2 separate regions of the Mus musculus genome follow, and region 2 is linked to region 1. A link is a contact called in public HiChIP or PLAC-seq data. All regions are on one chromosome and are shown on one strand. The core of a region is the stretch at or near the end of the contact, and the rest is flanking DNA. Distances in the headings are between cores, read along the strand shown. Region 1 holds the start of Neurog2 (neurogenin 2). Region 2 has its middle 25 kb from the start of Pitx2.

Region 1 (5,475 bases), core at 1,019-3,518:
AAAGGATGGGGGAGTTCCTTCTCCCCTAAAAGGTCGAGATAAATAATGCATGAAGCAATCCTCCCTCCTGATTTTTCCTTTTTCCTTCACATTTTTTCTTTTGATAGAGAATTCAGCCTAAATTTCCACGCTTGCATTCAACCCTTACAAAAGCCTACAAATTATACAATGACTTCTAACCTGGCCCTCTAACAAAACAAGTTTTTCCCCCTTATAAATCATAAGAGACAGATGGCAAAATGGAGAAAAAAAGCAAAAAGAAGGGCGGGACAATAGGCATTGTGACGAATCTGGGAAAAAAACAAAGTGCACATCAGAGAGGGAAAGTTTGGTTTGACAGGTGAAATTCCCACAGCCTGCAGACAGCAATGGGAATAGAGCAGATGCCAGCCATTGCAAATGTGTGGATAATATTATTACCAGTAAATTCATTCAGATGCTAAAATACATTTCTTTCGACTGACATTAACATCTCTATGTAGAAACGAAGGTGAAAAGATCACAGGGACCAGTTGCATTCCCTCTGAGAGATTCACACGAACTGCCTGCCCGGAGTTCTCCTCCAGCAGCTCTGAGAGAGGGGAGGAGCGTCAGTCTGCTCTGCACACTCGTTAGTTATGGTACTTTTTCTCAGTGTCTTTTACAGTCTTACGAGGTTCCCCACGCCAGCCCCCACTCCCACACGCCATAGTCCTCTTTGACCATAAATCCTCACATCTTCAATAAACCAGAGCTGGTCTCCACCCCCGAATGCACCAGCCGCCGAGGGGATTGCAAGGGCCACCTCTGCTCTGTGAAGTGGAGTCCGGGGCGTGGAGGGTGAGGGGCGGGAGAAGGATGGGAAGAGGGCCGGGTAGAGGACGAGAGAGGGAGACCCGCAGCTCTAGATACAGTCCCTGGCGAGGGGCAGGTGAGGCGCATAACGATGCTTCTCCGGAGGTGGGGGCTGCCAGTAGTCCACGTCTGACCCGGGGCTAGCGGGCGATAAAGTGCAGCTGTATGGGGACGTGGAGTTGGAGGATGACGCCGGGCTGTTGGTGCAGCTCCAGGAGGAAGGTGGAGAAGGGCTGTCCCCGCTGGCGCCGAGCGCAGCTCCCGGGCTCAGGAGCACCGCCTCCGTGAAGAGCGCCCCCTGGAGGCCACCGGCGCCGGCGCAGTGGTCCGCCAGGCGCAGAGTCTCGGTGAGCGCCCAGATGTAATTGTGGGCGAAGCGCAGCGTCTCGATCTTCGTGAGCTTGGCATCCTCGGGGAAGGTGGGCAGCACCTCGCGCAGCGCGTCCAGCGCGGCGTTTAGGTTGTGCATGCGGTTGCGCTCGCGGTTGTTGGCCTTGAGCCTGCGGGTCTTCTTGATGCGCTGCACCGTCTCCGCCGTCTTGGCACCTCGGGAGACGGCCCGTGAGCGCGACGGGCGACGCTTGCACTCGTGCATCAGGCCCAGCAGCCGCCCTGGCCGGCAACCCCCGGCACCCGACGCCGGACTGCCCTGCACCCCCTGCCCGGCTTCCGCTCCACGCTGCCCACGCGCGGAGCCCGGCCGGCGCAGCTCCTCGTCCTCCTCCTCGTCCGCGCTGGAGGACATCGGGGTCAGGGTCGCCGAGGCCGGGGAAGCCGAGCCCAGCAGCATCAGTACCTCCTCTTCCTCCTTCAACTCCAGAGTCTCAGATTTGACGAACATCCTGAGAAAGAAGAGGCAGATGAAATTTATTCCCAGAATGGACAGGGTAAAGTGTCGCTGGCGCCGCGCCCCGCCCCCCCCCCCTCCATCTCCCTCAATGTGCATTCGCGAAGATGGCGAGGACAGAGCTGGGGAGGAGCGCCCCGGGCTCGAGCCACCTTCTGCCGGTCACAGAAGTCACTGCGTCTAGAGCGATGGAGTTAGCGTGGGCGGCGTGAGCCTGCGTGGGGACACTGCCTGCGAAGTGGAGAGCCGCGGCATGCACACTTACCTACGCGGCTCCAGATGTGTCGCGGCGCAGCTGCTGCTCCGGTGTGTGTCCGGGAATGTCCCCGCAGCCCGGAACCGAGCACGGTGTCCTCCGCGCCGCGGGCTTGGCGCTTCCTAGGCGCACCTCCGCGGGGGGGCCTCTCGGCTGGGCGACTTTGCCAAGAGCCCGGACGACCGCGGCAGCTCGCCCGAGTCTCGTGTGTTGTCGTTCTCGTGCGTGGTTGTCTGTCAGTCAGTCCCTGGCCGTGTGGCTGCTGGCACGCGACTCCAAGGCACTCCAGTTAAAGCCGAGCTGCTTGTGGTTCAGTGGCTGCGTGTCTGGCACACGACTCTCCTTAAAACCCCTTATATACCACCAAGAAAACAATCAGATCTGCCCCGGGGCCCCCTCCTCACCTACCCTTCCCCCGCCCTCTCCTCCTCCGCCTGTCCTGGTCCCCCGCTCTCCCTCCCCAGCTTATTCTTTTCATCGTATTATCATCATTCATTTCTTTCCCTTTCTTTAGTCCCTCTCCCCCTCCCCTGGCCTGGCCATCCATCCTCCTCCTCCATCACCCCCGCCCCTCCGTCCCCCCTTTATCTAATCAGCATAAAATGGTTCTAAAGCTCCTGTTGGCGCTCCAGGCTGCAGCCCAAGCTACCGAAGCCGCGGCGGCGGCAGTGGCTCAAGCTGCGGCTGTTGTCGCCGCCGCTGTCTATTGTGATTGGTGGCTCGCGCTCGGCTGGAGCGTGCCGCTAATTTATTAATGAAAGGAGGTCGCGAGGCGCAGCTGGCCAATCAGTGTTCCCGGGACTCCGGGAGGCCTGCGAGCCACGCGCACCGGAGCCCGCTCCCTTTCAGCAGCTCATTAGGGGCCCGAGTGCTGGGGGCCCATGGCGGGGGGGGGGGGGGGCACCCCGACTACTGCTCCCGCCCGAGTCCTCCATACGCGTCCCGCCCGTCTCAGCCGGGGTCTCACGGGCGGGCGACCGGAGCCTTGAATTAGTGAGAGTCAGAATCCCGGAGAAGGCAGCCTGGTGGTGCTGCCGGCCATGTCTCGGCAAAGCCTCTTTGGGGCCGTATCAACTAGAAAACGGGTTTTAAAACACCTTAGTCTAATTAGGAAAAGGAAGGGGTCACGTACGTGTGCCAGACAGGAGGCACGTTGTGAGAGAGTGTGCCTGAGTTCTAGAGAAACGTGTCTATGACTGTTTGGGAAACATTAGGAGTTCACAGAGACGTCCCCTAGAAGGGGAAATTGGTCGGAGAGCAATTGATGAGCATTAAAAAAAAATAAAATAAAATAAAATAAAATAAACGCACTCACTTGACACACCCATTTTCCCTGAGACACAGTGAGGCTTCACGCCTTGACGTAATTTGGGGGGCTTCTGGTGCGGAAGGGGATGGGTACCAACAACAGGTTAGAGCCAGATGATACTATAAGGTGGCTTCCTGTGTGGGTGGCAAAGGCAGGCGTGCTACTGCTCCTAGGAGCGAGTGGATCACTCTGACACTTGTATGACCTCTGCTCCGCTCTGGGGGGCGTTGTTGAGACATAGGGCCTGTCCTCCCAATTCTGCCTTTTCAATGGGGAGAAAAAAAATAGAAAGGAGCTCTAGCTCCCTGCTGGACTTGAGAGGAAACTTGTTCTGAATTGCTGTCTGTCCCTCCCCTTTACCACTAGACGCAGAACCAGAGTCCCAGAAGTGAGTGAGTCCTGAGTGTCATCTGGGACCGGTCGCGGGGTCCTTTTTTGCGAGGATGAAAGGAGAGTCTTGGGAGGGGCTTTAGCAGTCCACCAGAGCCAGAGAAAGAGATTATCCGCAGGTCTCTGGCTCCTTAGTTCGTTGGGACTGAAAATGAGCTGAATCTCAGAGAAGAGTTCAGCCAGAGCACTGTTCGCATTGGCACGGTTTGCGTGTGTTTAGTTCCCTTAGAGGGCTACGGAGCAGGATTTGGAGAGCGTGGAGCCGAAGAAAAGCAAAATTAGCATCCAGGGAAATAGTCTGGATCTTTGCAGCACCCCAACCTCCAGTATTTTCTGTCAAACTTTCATTTCTTCCCCCTTTAAAAAAAGCACATTTCCTAAATGTAAAAGCATTATTTCATCTAGTTCCCGCTAGATCCTCTCGGAACACTTTAATTTCCCTTGTAGACAGGACTGAAATAATGGGAAGGCACAGACGATACTGGACTTCAACACACGCCATCCGGCCCTCTCAGAGACTCTTCCTTTGAGTCTCTAGCTCTGTCTAGAAACTCGCAAGAAGCCGAATAGTCTGGAAGGCAAAAAATATATATTTGGAGTGAGAGCTGTCGGACAGCCCACATGGTTGCAGGTGCACGCGACCTTACGTAGTTAGCATTGAGACCAAACACTTAACCACCCTTCAAATTCTTCCTAAAAGAAACCCCCACTAAGGGTCTGTTTGGCCTTGGCTGAACGGATGGGGATTTAAGGAACATGTGGGAGTGGATGCGGAGTTTGTGTTTGTTCATAAACTTGAATAGAATAAAGGATGGGAACAGTAGGATCTGATGAAATGATCAAAGACCATTAAAAACAAATACCAGAATGATGAGAGGAACCTGCTGTGTCAGCCTCGGGACAGCTCCACCTCTCCACGGGGGCTGCCTGCAAGAGAAGACAAGCGGCTAAATTAATGCACTCGAAAACAAAGGAAGGCTTATTTGGATATCAGTAGAAATATATCTCTTTGGGCAAGTTGCTTCAATTTTGTTTTATTTTATTTTATTATTTATTTATTTTTTATTTATTTATTTTGCTTAGCCAGGCAGTGCTGGGTGACTTAATGGCAAAATATTGTCAGAACATAGTCATAATTCAGTTAAAGCTTTAAAGGGAACCTTAGGAGCCTGTGTAGCCTCAACTAACAATGATATCAAGCTGAGTCTAACACTCAGTGCCAGTGAAAACACACACACAATCCAGTCCTTTCATTGCTTGTTAGCAGTACCGAGGTGTCTGAGTCCCCACTTTCTCCTCTCCTCTGGCATTGTGCAGTGTTATGATCTCCTGACCATGCAAGTGACTTCCTTTGACAAATCCACACCTAGAAGTCTGGAGAGGTGGCTCAGCACTTTACAGTACCTGTTGCTCTTGGAGGACCTGGGTTTGAGTCCCAGCACCAGATGGTGGCCCACAAGCATCCCAAACTCCAGTTCCAGGCATTCTGACACATTCTTCTGGCTTTTTCCCTTCTCTTCTGACCTTTCCACAGACACCAGCACATACATAGCAGATATGCATATGTGCAGGCAAAACACTCAAACATATAAAATAGAACAAATAGAGTTTTTAAAAGACAAATCCACACCTTGTCTGTGGTTTATGAAAATAATGTACACAGAATTGTCTGAGCAGATGCTGACAATAGTGAAATAGTGTTAAGATTAACTGCAAATTTCTTTGTCTGGAGTTTGCTTTGTTTTGTTTTGTTTTTGGAGAGCACACGGTGCATTCCAAAGCTGTCAAGAAACTTAGCACTGCCTCCATATTCAGATACCGGTATTATTGGTCTCTAAA
Region 2 (5,475 bases), core at 2,040-4,539, 1.6 Mb before region 1:
AGCTGCCCCTGGAAGTGTAGCCCCCATCCTCTCTCCATCTCCATAGTGGCACTCCACCCAGATTCCATTCTTGTCAAACTTGTTTTCAGTCACCCAAGCCCTCTAGTCTGTGACCTGTCAGTCAAACCCCTGTTACCAGGGACACAAATAGATGCAGAGTGTCAGATAACATGGTAGTTTGGTGAGGAAGAAGATAGTTTGAGGCTATTAGACTCCTCAGAATTCTCCTCCCCAGCCACCGGGTAACTTTAAGAGTAAATACCCTCTCCAGCCTGTTTCTGAGTTTCACATTCACGTTGAGAAGGGCAGCTGAGTGCACGATCCGAACCTCGTTTTGTCCCCTTGCTTTGATGTGTTCATTGTCTCTCTGGAGCAAAGCAACGGAACATTTGAGTCGATTCTGTTTTTCTTGGAGAAGTGGTGTAAGGCAGAATTGGACGATGACAAAGTTGGGCTGTCACCGCTGTGCTCGAATGACAGGGGACACTATGTGCGATGAAGTATGAGCAGTGACAAGCTGGGAGAGGACGAGATTAAGTGTGTAACCACATCTTAAACTCAAGCCCTGTTCCCTAAGAACCAACTGAATGGTGACATCCAATTAATACCTGTACACGGAGCTCAGTACAGGCATGGTGAGTACACTTGCTGAGTCTCCAAAAACTCCTGTTCTCTAGATGCTGCCGCCAGCCTCTAAACCTTCCCAGAAATACTTAGGATTTCTAACTCTACAGGCTGTGAACACTGGGAAGGAGTAGCTGCCTTTGAAGGAGCTAAGAGGGGGGTCTGAAGCCATTCAGCGATACAGAGTTCTAACTAGACAGGCAAATCACCAAACCACTTTTTTGGGACCTCCTAAGTAGAAAAGTTAGGTAAACACTCTCCGTGAAAATGAGGCTGCTTCAGGGTCATTTTTTCAGGTCAGAGGCAGGGTCCGGGTTAAGGAAACCGCTGTTGTCACCTGCAAAGGGGCTGAACAATGACCACAGACCAGGCACTGCATTTTAAATCAAATAAGTATTTTGCTGGAGAAGTGATTCCACTTTGTTAGGAGGCAGGGGCATTTCCTGCAGCTTGTCAATAATGTGTGGAAGCTTCATGTCGCATTACATCTTTCTGTAAGGAGCAACCAACCACCTTATCTTTTTAGAGCGGGGAGGGGGGTGGTGGGGTGGGGGGAGAGGATCAGACTGAGGGAGAAGGAGAGAAAGAAACCAAAATCGCCATCCTACTCATGAGTTTATGATGAATATAGGAGTAGTGAGGTGGCGCTTGTCACCAGTGTTTCCCAGGTAAGGTCACCGAAGTGAAAAGGTGCAGAACCCCTCATTCCTCGTCCAATCCCTGTTATCTTTTGGTAAATTCTGAGAGACTAGGTACTTGGGCCTATCTGCTAACACTGAGTAGCACATTGTTGCTTTTTTGTTAATAGAAACAAATAGGTGGGAGAGAGGAGGGAAAACCTGAGGCAGGGGGCTGAAGTGGGGACTAGTAGGAGGAGTTTCCTGAGGACCTCAGGTCAGGATACTCAGTCTAGGCCAGCCCCCATTAGCTTGTGGCCACCCACGGCTGGCCTCTCTCCATGCTCAGGCTCCTGACGCTGCCTGCCATGGGCTACCCACCCAGCCTAGGCTCTCAGCAATGCCAGAGGCGGAGGTGGGGGGTGGGAGTGTGTGTGTGTGTGGGGGGGGGGGGAGGGACGACGACACTTCCTTCTTTACCCTGAGGCCAGAGGGTCCTCTTAGATTAACGACTGCCCCCACCAGTTCTTATAAGAGATGAAATGCTGTCCTTTCTCTAAAGGACTTTAGCTTGTGTTTGAAACCATCAATTAACCACAGACTCCGTAAGGGGAATTACTGGCTATCCAGTGTATCTGTCCCCGGCCACTTGTGGCAGATTGGTCAGTGGGTAAAGGCAGTCAGTGGAGTGAGTACGTGGGACGTGGCCAGATCTTTTCTAGACGCAGAGCTGGCTATAGGTCTTCTCTTCTGGGATCGGATAGATGATTCATTTTTATATGTAATGTTTTACCTCACTCTATAGCTCTGGTCGGTTAATATTCAACCCCCGGGCTTGAGACATCTCGAAGGAGGCAAGCAGGGGTGACCCACTCAAGGTATATGGTCGCTCGGGAGCGAAGAAGCAGAGGCCAGGAGAGGGTGAGAAGGGATGTGAAGGGGAGGAGGGCTCCTACTGCCCAGGGACTACAGCCGCTGGGATAGCTGCTATGAGGTCGCGCCCTGACTGTGTTGGGACCGGGACCGCCGGCCAGGCTGAGGTCCCGGTCCCTATTGGTGCTTGTAGGGCCACCCAGGGGCGCAAGCGCTAGGTTCCGCGCAACTTCACTGCTGGGCCCTGCGTCCATCCAAACTGCCCCGCCCAAGGGTGTTGGACTCCGTATTCGGGGCTACTGGCTGCAGGCGCTGGCAGGAAGCAGGGGGGTTTGTCCAGCTGCTGATTAGGATAGATTATGTTGTTTGTGAGACACGGAAAAACCATGCTGAGACCCTGGACTTGCGTAGGTGTCCCGCGGGCTTCCATATTCTTCTACTGTATCAGAAAAGTACGGTTAGATTGAAGAGAGCTCCGACCCATTACCACCGCCCATTAACCTCCAGACAAAAACCAAAAACGGTAAAACAAAAAAGTCAGGATATTCAGGTGAAGCGGCTTCGGGGATCGGTGGGCAGTCACAGAGCTGGGCTGTACCGAGCCACCAGGTCTAGCGGCCCTAGGAGGAGCTGCTGGCTTGAGGGCACGCTCAGGTGGAGCCGCGGTATCTGGACAATCCGAGAAGCTAAGCTCTGTGGGCCGGGTGGAACGGAACTCCAAGGTCCAAAAGGTCCTTCCCAGCTACCCGGGACCTGGTGTTTGGTAACTGGCAAACCAGATCAGCTATGCTGGAGAAGGGGATCGAAGCTTGGGAACCTCCGGACGGGGAAGCTGGAGTCTGGAAGGGCGGCCCAGCAGTCGCAGCCGGGATCCACCCTTTTGAAACAGATAAAACACTACCTCGTCAGATAAGATCAACTGCCTCCATTTCTGGATTTAAGCAGGGACCCCAGGGGCTGCGGCTGGTGAAGCCCTGGGAATGAAGACTCACCTGGGGCCCAGAGCCCGCGGAGAGACTTTATTTCACTTTCTTTTGTTTGATATTACTTTATTTTCAAAGAGATCTGTAGCCTTGGGCTCTGGCAGGCAAAGCCGTGTCCTGAGGACAGCCTGCAGGATCCCCACCTCTGTCCGAAGACTTCTCCTCCCCCTCCCCCGTGCCCGCACGCAGCGAGGTGAAGCCAGCTGCTTGGGAGACAGGCGGTCCAGCAAACGCAGGCTTCAGTGCGAAGGGACTCCCGTGAAAGTCCTGCCTCTTCATCCGGAAGAACAGGAAAGGATTCCATCAAAGTGTCCTCTTTTTTCCCTCCCTCCCTCTCCTTCCGTGCAGAAATCAACCCATGGGTGATAGCTACCCCAGAGACAGAGTTGCAGGGACTGTAGACAAGAGGCAGAGCAGGACAAATGGACTGTCACTTGAATGAGTTCTGAATCAAGACAGAAACCCTGCCCTACTGTTCTTTCGCGGACAGTTCAAAGGGTCCTAGGTGCTACCATCTCAAACGGACCTTGGGGGCTGCAACCAGCTGCTGGCTGAAGGAAGCAAAGGGGCTTTTCTAGTTCTTGAACAAGGAAGCTGTGGCCAGGACTCTAAGAAAAACAACCCCCAAGACTTAATCTTGGTGCATCAGCCTTCAGCGCTACAGGCCATTTTCTAAATTGCTAGGATTGAGAACAGGAGGAAGAAAACAGCAAAAGAAAACAAAGTAAAACCTTGGCTGGGTACAAAGAAGACAGTAAGGGGGCGGGGGGGGGGGAAGAGGAGAGAGAAAACCGAAGGAGACCTTAAACTTTTTAACCAGAAGATTAGGTTAGCTGGATGGGAAGGGATCCATCAAAATCGCAGGGCGCCTCCCCCTCCTACACGTACACACAGTGATTGGGGAGCAACTAATTAGTCTCAACTTCATTTATCCTCTTTTAAAAAGGAAGGGGGAAGACAAGCAATCCCCCAACACTATCACCTTAAAGTAAATACTTCTCCATCCAGTCATTGAATGTTTTCAAAGAGTGTTTTAAATTAAAAGGAAGCTAGATGGTTCTATTAGGCATCCTTCAGCTAAGTAGCTTAGTCGTCAAGTGTCTCCCCCTTTTCTACAACTACTACAGTACATCACCACAAAAGGGTTAACTGTGATTTTTTTGGAGCAATTAAGTAGAATTAACTACTTTAATGGGGGTACTTTATTTCTTGCAGGACTTCCTTAGTCCCCAAACAAAATCTAAAAGCAACATTTACATAAAACATAAAGTACTCAGTACAGAAATGAAGTTATGTTTCCCCGAACACAATAAATCCTACTTCTAATCTTCTCAGATAGAAAAATCAGCAATGAAAAGGTCTCCCTTTGTGGGGAGGCAGGAGAAAGGAAGAGGGGACAACTTTGAAGATTAACATAAAACCTCCTCGGTTTCATCTGCTAAAGTCTGTATAGGTAAATCAGCCACGTGCTCACAGTGACTTTAAAAACATCTCTAGAATTATTGTTCTTTTCAGATTAAATTCAAACACAATGGTTTGGGAGGATGGGTGAGGAAAGATGTTCGCTTTCTAATTTCTCCTGAAAAAAAAATCGGCTACCAGAGATATCTTTTTATTTCTTTTCAGACCTGCTTCACTGACCGAGCGAGTCCACCAGTGTCTCTTGCATGTCAGTGTGCTTGCTTACATTAACTGCCGTTCGCGGAGGGTTTATAAATCAATCAGTGGGAGTCTATATTCATAAAGACACTGATCTGGTTACATGCCCCCCTTTCTCCTCAGCTCTAAAAAAAAAAAAAAAAGTTAAATCTCCCAGCCGGGACTACTCAGCTAGCTCGGATCTCTGGTGGGCCGGGCCGACAGAGGCTGGGGAGCCTAGGGACGAGTGTCGTGTGGATTTGAATGTGGATTGCAGAGCAGACCTTTGTTTTGGTCACGCTGTAACAGGGGGTGGGGAGGTTGTCCTCTGACCAGAACACGCAGGAGTTTTATAGACGCTCCTTAAAAGGGTTCGATGCTCTCCACGGGTTAATTTATAGGACTTTGAGGAATATTGGGACTTTAAAGATGGTATTTCTTTTTCTCCCATTAATTTGTTGGCGGTGTTGTTATGCTCTAAAAAGGACTTCTGGTTTCAGTACCCTGAGAGATGGGGGGGGGTGGGGGGGTGGGAGGGGGTAAGGGGGGAGGGAAGCCAGGTCAGGGAGAAGCAGATTCCTCTTTTAATCAGGCTGCTTATAGGGCTGGGGCTTGCCACTATCTTTCCCTTATAATTACCTTTGTAAGCAAGTTGTGGGCATCCAATCTGAGATTTAGGGACAGAAGGTGGTGAGAACGTACATAGAGGTTTTATACACCATTCTCCCAGCCTCCACCAA

What was found. HiChIP or PLAC-seq counts read pairs in DNA pulled down with a chosen protein or histone mark.
Region 2: a CTCF HiChIP or PLAC-seq map of stem cell-derived epiblast-like cells shows a contact between it and region 1, with 29 times the contacts expected there. The contact joins the enhancer-like site here to the promoter of Neurog2 in region 1. A contact is called at or near these places in 10 of 39 promoter capture datasets (cranial neural crest, embryonic stem cells, frontonasal cranial neural crest and 4 more), 2 of 15 datasets of contacts at CTCF or cohesin (embryonic stem cells and stem cell-derived epiblast-like cells), 51 of 484 Hi-C or Micro-C datasets (B cells, LSK cells, cerebellar granule neurons and 19 more), 16 of 115 datasets of contacts at active chromatin or transcription factors (craniofacial prominence, embryonic forebrain, embryonic hindbrain and 7 more) and 3 of 9 other capture datasets (embryonic stem cells, embryonic tail and embryonic trunk).

Annotation. Positions count from the first base shown.
Region 1 is chr3:127,629,929-127,635,403 of GRCm38.p6, reverse strand. Neurog2 (neurogenin 2) reads right to left here and starts at 2,268. Exons shown (of 2, transcript NM_009718.3): 1 at 1,947-2,268; 2 at 1-1,676. The coding sequence starts at 1,675. The coding sequence ends at 884.
Region 2 is chr3:129,222,170-129,227,644 of GRCm38.p6, reverse strand. No RefSeq gene overlaps it. Among named protein-coding and RNA genes, the nearest start is that of Pitx2, 25 kb to the right of the region's middle. Within about 2 kb of position 3,289, at least 27 of the 459 cell types and tissues checked have an H3K27ac peak or open chromatin away from gene starts, as enhancers often do. A contact at or near this core is called in epiblasts, kidney and stem cell-derived epiblast-like cells, where this site is marked.